Regions from separate parts of the Gossypium arboreum genome. Here region 2 is linked to region 1. The links are chromatin contacts, called in public Hi-C maps. All regions are on one chromosome and are shown on one strand. Each heading gives the region's core, a stretch centred on a gene start, on an enhancer-like site or on the middle of the called end of the contact. The rest is flanking DNA. Distances are from core to core; before and after follow the strand shown.

The links. Hi-C and Micro-C count contacts between places; a contact is called where the count stands out from the background.
Region 2: a contact with region 1 is called in a Hi-C map of leaf, with 4 times the contacts expected there. The contact joins the promoter of LOC108485543 here to the promoter of LOC108459457 in region 1. A contact is called at or near these places in 3 of 5 Hi-C or Micro-C datasets (all in leaf).

The regions. Positions count from the first base shown.
Region 1 is chr6:14,689,795-14,692,601 of ASM2569848v2, forward strand. LOC108459457 (probable xyloglucan endotransglucosylase/hydrolase protein 8) reads left to right here and starts at 1,393. Exons shown (of 4, transcript XM_017758830.2): 1 at 1,393-1,699; 2 at 1,801-1,901; 3 at 1,984-2,186; 4 at 2,252-2,807. The coding sequence starts at 1,525. The coding sequence ends at 2,657. LOC108457614 (probable dolichyl-diphosphooligosaccharide--protein glycosyltransferase subunit 3B) reads right to left here and starts at 257. Exons shown (of 1, transcript XM_017756654.2): 1 at 1-257. The coding sequence starts at 200. It overlaps TRNAL-UAG (transfer RNA leucine (anticodon UAG)), which reads right to left and starts at 455; the gene lies at 376-455.
Region 2 is chr6:14,959,951-14,962,970 of ASM2569848v2, forward strand. LOC108485543 (pyruvate, phosphate dikinase regulatory protein 1, chloroplastic) reads left to right here and starts at 1,355. Exons shown (of 3, transcript XM_017789394.2): 1 at 1,355-1,977; 2 at 2,152-2,791; 3 at 2,987-3,020. The coding sequence starts at 1,552.

The sequences.
Region 1 (2,807 bases), core at 143-2,642:
AGGAGATCGGCCACCAGTTCTAATTCAGATTCAGATTCAGCAGTGGAAATGGCAAGGAATAGAGAAAGGGTGAAAAAGGAGAGTAAGAAGAGATAAGCAGAACTGGAAGGGATCGCCATTTCCTTGCTTAGCTTTCGGATTTGGGGATTGGCGACAAACAGCTTCGGTCTTAACTTTTCTCCGGTTTTAAGTTTTAACATTCGTCTGGACAAGATGACTTTGACGCGTTGACTGACTTGACCTTGAGTTCCGGCTTAACGACGTCGCATCAGATGAAAGATCATTTGGGTCCATGTTCAGCTTAAAATGGGCTCGTTTGAATGGACTTCGAAAGAATATCATATGAGCCAGCTCTAAGCTCTCAAAAAGAAAAATTGACAGCTGTGGGATTTGAACCCACGCCCTTTCGGACCAGAGCCTAAATCTGGCGCCTTAGACCACTCGGCCAAACTGTCTCTTGTTGCCTCGTATTTATGTATATGGTTAAAGGGCACCAGTTTGACTGCTAGAAGCCTAGGACCTACAACTAACTAGCAATAAGCTGATGAGCGTTGAAGTAATAGCTGTTTTTCACGTGCATAATCAACTTGCAAAGTCAGTGTTTTTCTTATTCCAAGTCAAGAATTTGGTAAAATTTTTATTTTTAATGGATTAAAATAATTTCATTTTTACTTAATAATGATGTTATATATCAGGTATTTAAATTTTTTTTGGAGTATCGCATTAATTTGTTGAAATGTCTTCATACTTGGCATGGACAGTTGCATATGATCTTCTTACTTCATTAAATCCATACTTTTGGCATTCACTTTCAGTCCATCAAAAATGCAGCTTGTTGTGGGACCTTATGACCCCTAAAATTGGTCCCTAATGCCATGTGCTTGAGCACCTCTCCCAATCAACTATATAACAAGGTTTAGATTAGCATGTCTGGTCATGTTTACCAAGAAAGCAAGCTCTGCTTTTTCTGCTTTCTTTTCATTGCTTACTATTAAAAAAGGAACATTTTGTTTTTAATTTGTAATCTAAGTCCTTTTTTTACCTAAAGTTAAAGATTAAAGTGAGATTAATTTGCTTTAATTCAAAGTTTAAGCTGGTTGTTAGTCCCGAGTCCCGACCGCCAAATCCAGTGGTGAAATCCAAGATTTTCTGTGATTATTTTCAAGACAAACACAACAGTTCTTACATGTAAGAAATGGACCCACTCTCCATTTCTTTATACTGCCAATTCCTAATTGGAGGGCAGCCTGGCATTTCATTTATGTTCTCCATGGATCATTTATGGTACTTCATTTCCCTAAAATACCCTTCTTCACTTTGTAATTTGCATGATTTCTTGGATGGGTATATTGGTACATTCATCCATTAATAGACCAAAATAAACCTTGGTTTATTGGTGTGCCGCTTCACACATGTTCACATCAAGTGTCCAAATTCGAGTACTCGTATATTTACCTCTCAAGATCCAGCAGAGAAGTGAGATGTCATCCTCTTCTTCCAAAAACAACACTTTGGGTCAACAAAATGGAGAAAGGGGTACTCTTCATTGCACTTCTAATATCTGCGTTTTACTCTTCATCTGAAGCAGCTGATTCACAAACTTCTTTCGAAGATAACTTCAGTATAATGTGGTCTGAAGATCATTTCAAGACCTCTGAAGATGGTCAGGCCTGGTACCTCTCCTTGGACAAAGAAACAGGTTTGATACAATTTGATTGCGTTAAACAGTTGTGTTTGGTTCTAAACTTCTAATAACTTGCTTCAAATCCAGGATTTTAATCTGTTTCTATCTACTTCTAGGTTGCGGGTTTCAAACCAAGCAAAGATACAGATTTGGGTGGTTTAGCATGAAACTGAAGTTGGTCGGAGGTGACTCTGCTGGCGTTGTAACAGCTTACTATGTATGTTTTCCTGACAGTTGTTTAAATATTTTGTAACATAAGAGTTGTGTTTTCCATAGCTGAAGTTTAAAGAGTGGTGCAGATGTGTTCTGAGAACGGGGCAGGGCCAGAACGAGATGAACTGGATTTTGAGTTCTTGGGGAATCGAACAGGGCAACCGTATTTAATACAGACAAACGTGTATAAAAATGGTGTTGGAGGCCGTGAAATGAGGCACATGCTTTGGTTCGACCCCACTGAAGAGTTTCATTCATATTCCATTCTATGGAACAACCACCAAATTGTGTAAGTCTCGTATTATATCTTATACTCGTATCCGAATATATGCCTACTGAATTATTGCAAAACAGGTTTTTTGTGGATGAAGTTCCCATAAGAGTATTCAAAAACAATGGTGATGAGAAAAACGACTTCTTTCCCAATGAGAAGCCAATGTATTTGTTCTCCAGCATATGGAACGCAGATGAATGGGCGACGAGAGGTGGGTTGGAGAAAACAGACTGGGAAAGAGCCCCATTTGTGTCGTCTTACAAGGATTTCAGCGTCGAGGGTTGCCAATGGGAAGACCCTTACCCTGCCTGTGTTTCCAGCACCACAAAGAACTGGTGGGATCAGTACAAGGCTTGGCGTTTATCTGATTCCCAGAAAATGGATTATGCTTGGGTGCAGAGGAACCTTGTCATTTATGATTATTGCAAGGATAATGAACGATATCCTAAATTGCCTGGAGAGTGTTCATTGAGTCCCTGGGAATAGGATCCTATATCATCAATTAAGATAAATTTTTGTTTCGATTTTATGGGATGTTTATATAATTTATTCAATTGTCTTTATGATATGAGTTTGCATATTTGACCAGATCTATATTTGGTTCACTATTTTTTAATAATACAGTTCATATATTTT
Region 2 (3,020 bases), core at 105-2,604, 270 kb after region 1:
ACGAGCGAAGATTGCTCTGGATCTGCGCTTCAATATATTTATCAATAAGCATTCTCTTCACTCTTCTATTTTATTCTTTTATTTATATTTCATTAATCTGATCAATTAACATTTGTATGAATATTAGAATAATTTCTTGTGCTTTATTCATATCTTGCATGATTTGATTATTAAATTGATTTATCTGTTAAGTGGTTATTTATCTAAAATTGGTTGTTTATTCAAGAGTACTTAGTATATTAGGGAGAGACGCCCCTGATAGAATATCTAGACAGGTGAGACCGAAAGGGTATCTTGTCGTTTATACCTTGTGCCAAACAGTGAGTTTGAGAGGGTATCCGTATGCCTAGGAAGAGACTAAAAGGGTGACTTAGGTAGTAATCCTTAGTGAAGATGAGACCGAAAAAGTATTTTTAACTAAGAGTGATAAATAACTCAATCGATGATAATTAATTATTTAATTAGATAAGCTAGAGGCTCGCATTGCCAACACTAGAAAATGGAAATTCCCTTAGGTTAATTTTAGATTAATTAATTTCATTAGTTTAATTAATCTTTTAATTTGGATTCACACTACTAATTTGTGACTTGATTAGATTAGTAATTATTTTCTATAGTTAATTTAATAATAAGTTTCTCCAATCTGCAATCTCTTGGGTACGATCCTCAGAATACTTATTGGTGTTCTATTGTAACGCTTACTATATTACATTTGACATGTACATTTGCAGATACCGCACTTAAATATTTATATTTTTATTTGCACATTTTTAACTTTAAACGTTCGCACATTTAGATGCGGTCTCCTATCACACTTGCATCCAATTATTATGTAATTAACCTCCACTAAGTGAATAAACTTGACACAAAACTTTAAAAAAAAATGAAAAGTAATATTTAATTAATATTTTAAGTGACATCAAAATGTTAACGTATTGTAGTTAGTTATCATGCTAGTCTCACACACTAGAGGCCCCCAGTTCAAACTCGGGCCCAGACATGTTTATTCTCTTTTGTGATTTCTTTTTGGTGGTCTCTCAGTATGGCATGCATAAACCGACATCAACACCTTCTCTCATGAATGTTACCATAAAAAAGGCATTATGTGATTGGATCCACTTCCCCATAGTTTGGAGGCTCTTTTATCCATTTTATTTTGTTTAAACTACATGCAATATTCTCTCAATCCTCCCATTAACTCATTTAAAGCCCTCACTGAAATTTTCATGCACCAAACAATGGGTTCAACTTCCTATTGAATTCGCTTTTATATCCAAGAATCCATATCCCTCCCATCATTTCCCAATAAAGTGAGATCCTTGTAATATGATGAAAGATGAGAATCAAATTGATGTTTTTATTTCAAATGGGAATAAATATCTTAGATTTTTAATATCCAATTCAGTCCAACTTAGTTGGTGGGTTCATATTTCATTAACCTATTGTTTGGATTTTGCTACCATTTTTTGGCCCGAGATCCTTCCACCTCATAATTTTCAGACAGGTAAATAAAATTAGATTACAAGAAAAGCAAATGAAGCAAAACTAAGAATGCTCGCTTGTCCTTGCTCCGCCTTCAACCTCCGGGCCACGGCCACCCCGGCCAATCCCGATATTTCCGACCCAGAACCCGAGCCCAAAGTTCGGAAACTAAAGGGTAGCCCACAGTTCAACAGATGGTACCGTGCACGAGCCTTAAGGTCGGGCCACAAGCTTGAACGACCGAGCCACGGGACTGGGGCGCTTGAGGTGAACCCCTCAGCTCAACGAATCAGTGAGACCTTGTCTTTGGAACCCACTTCAACGGCAAATGACAGCGATCGTGAGGTGGAGGTAACAGACTCGGGGAAGCCAATTTATATGGTATCTGATGGAACTGGATGGACGGCGGAGCATTCCGTTAACGCAGCGTTGGGGCAGTTCGAGCATTGTTTGGTGGATCGTGGTTGTCCCGTAAATACCCATCTCTTCTCTGGGGTATGTTTGTTTCATATTTCAGAACTTGTTTCAGTTACTAATTAATCCAAGTTTAGTTGTTATTCAAGTTGATGTATTTGTTGTAGTTAGTGATGAAACTAGAACTTGTAGTGTTTTAAGAACTGGGAAATCATTTAGATTGGTTGAATGACAATGATGATCTGCAATGTTCAGATTGATGATGTTGAGAGATTGATGGAGATTATAAAGCAGGCAGCCAAGGAAGGTGCATTGCTTGTATATACTTTAGCTGATCCTTCCATGGCAGAGTCCGCCAAGCAAGCTTGCAAATTGTGGGGTATACCATCGACGGATATATTGGGTCCAATTACAGAGGCTATTGCTGCTCATTTAGGTGTCTCACCTTCTGGTCTTCCCCGTGGAGCAGCTGGAAGAAACATCCCTCTCTCAGATGAATACTTTCGGCGGATTGAAGCTGTTGAATTTACAATCAAGCAGGATGATGGGGCTCTACCTCAAAACTTAAGCAAGGCTGACATTGTGCTCACAGGTGTTTCTCGTACTGGGAAGACGCCGTTATCAATTTATCTAGCACAGAAAGGATATAAAGTAGCCAATGTGCCTATTGTGAATGGAGTGGCTTTGCCAAAGGGACTTTTCGAAGTAGACCCTGAGAAGGTTTTTGGTTTGACTATTAATCCCTTGGTCTTGCAAACTATTAGGAAAGCAAGGGCTAAGAGTCTGGGTTTCGGTGACAATGCAAGGAGTAACTACTCGGAGATGGCTTATGTGAAAGAGGAGTTGGAGTTTGCTCGCAAGGTTTTTGCTCAAAATCCTACATGGCCAGTCATCGGTAAACATAATTAATTTACTTATTTTTGTTTAACTCTCCCAACTGCTTTGATTCCTTGACATGGAGATACTTAGAGATCATTATTAAGCTTAAGATGATAAAAAATATGGTAAATTTTGATATTAAGCAGTTAAAGATGTTTGACATATTCATCTGATGAACCTTGGGCTCACCTACTGGTCCTTATCCTTGCAGAAGTTACTGGTAAAGCAATTGAAGAAACTGCTGC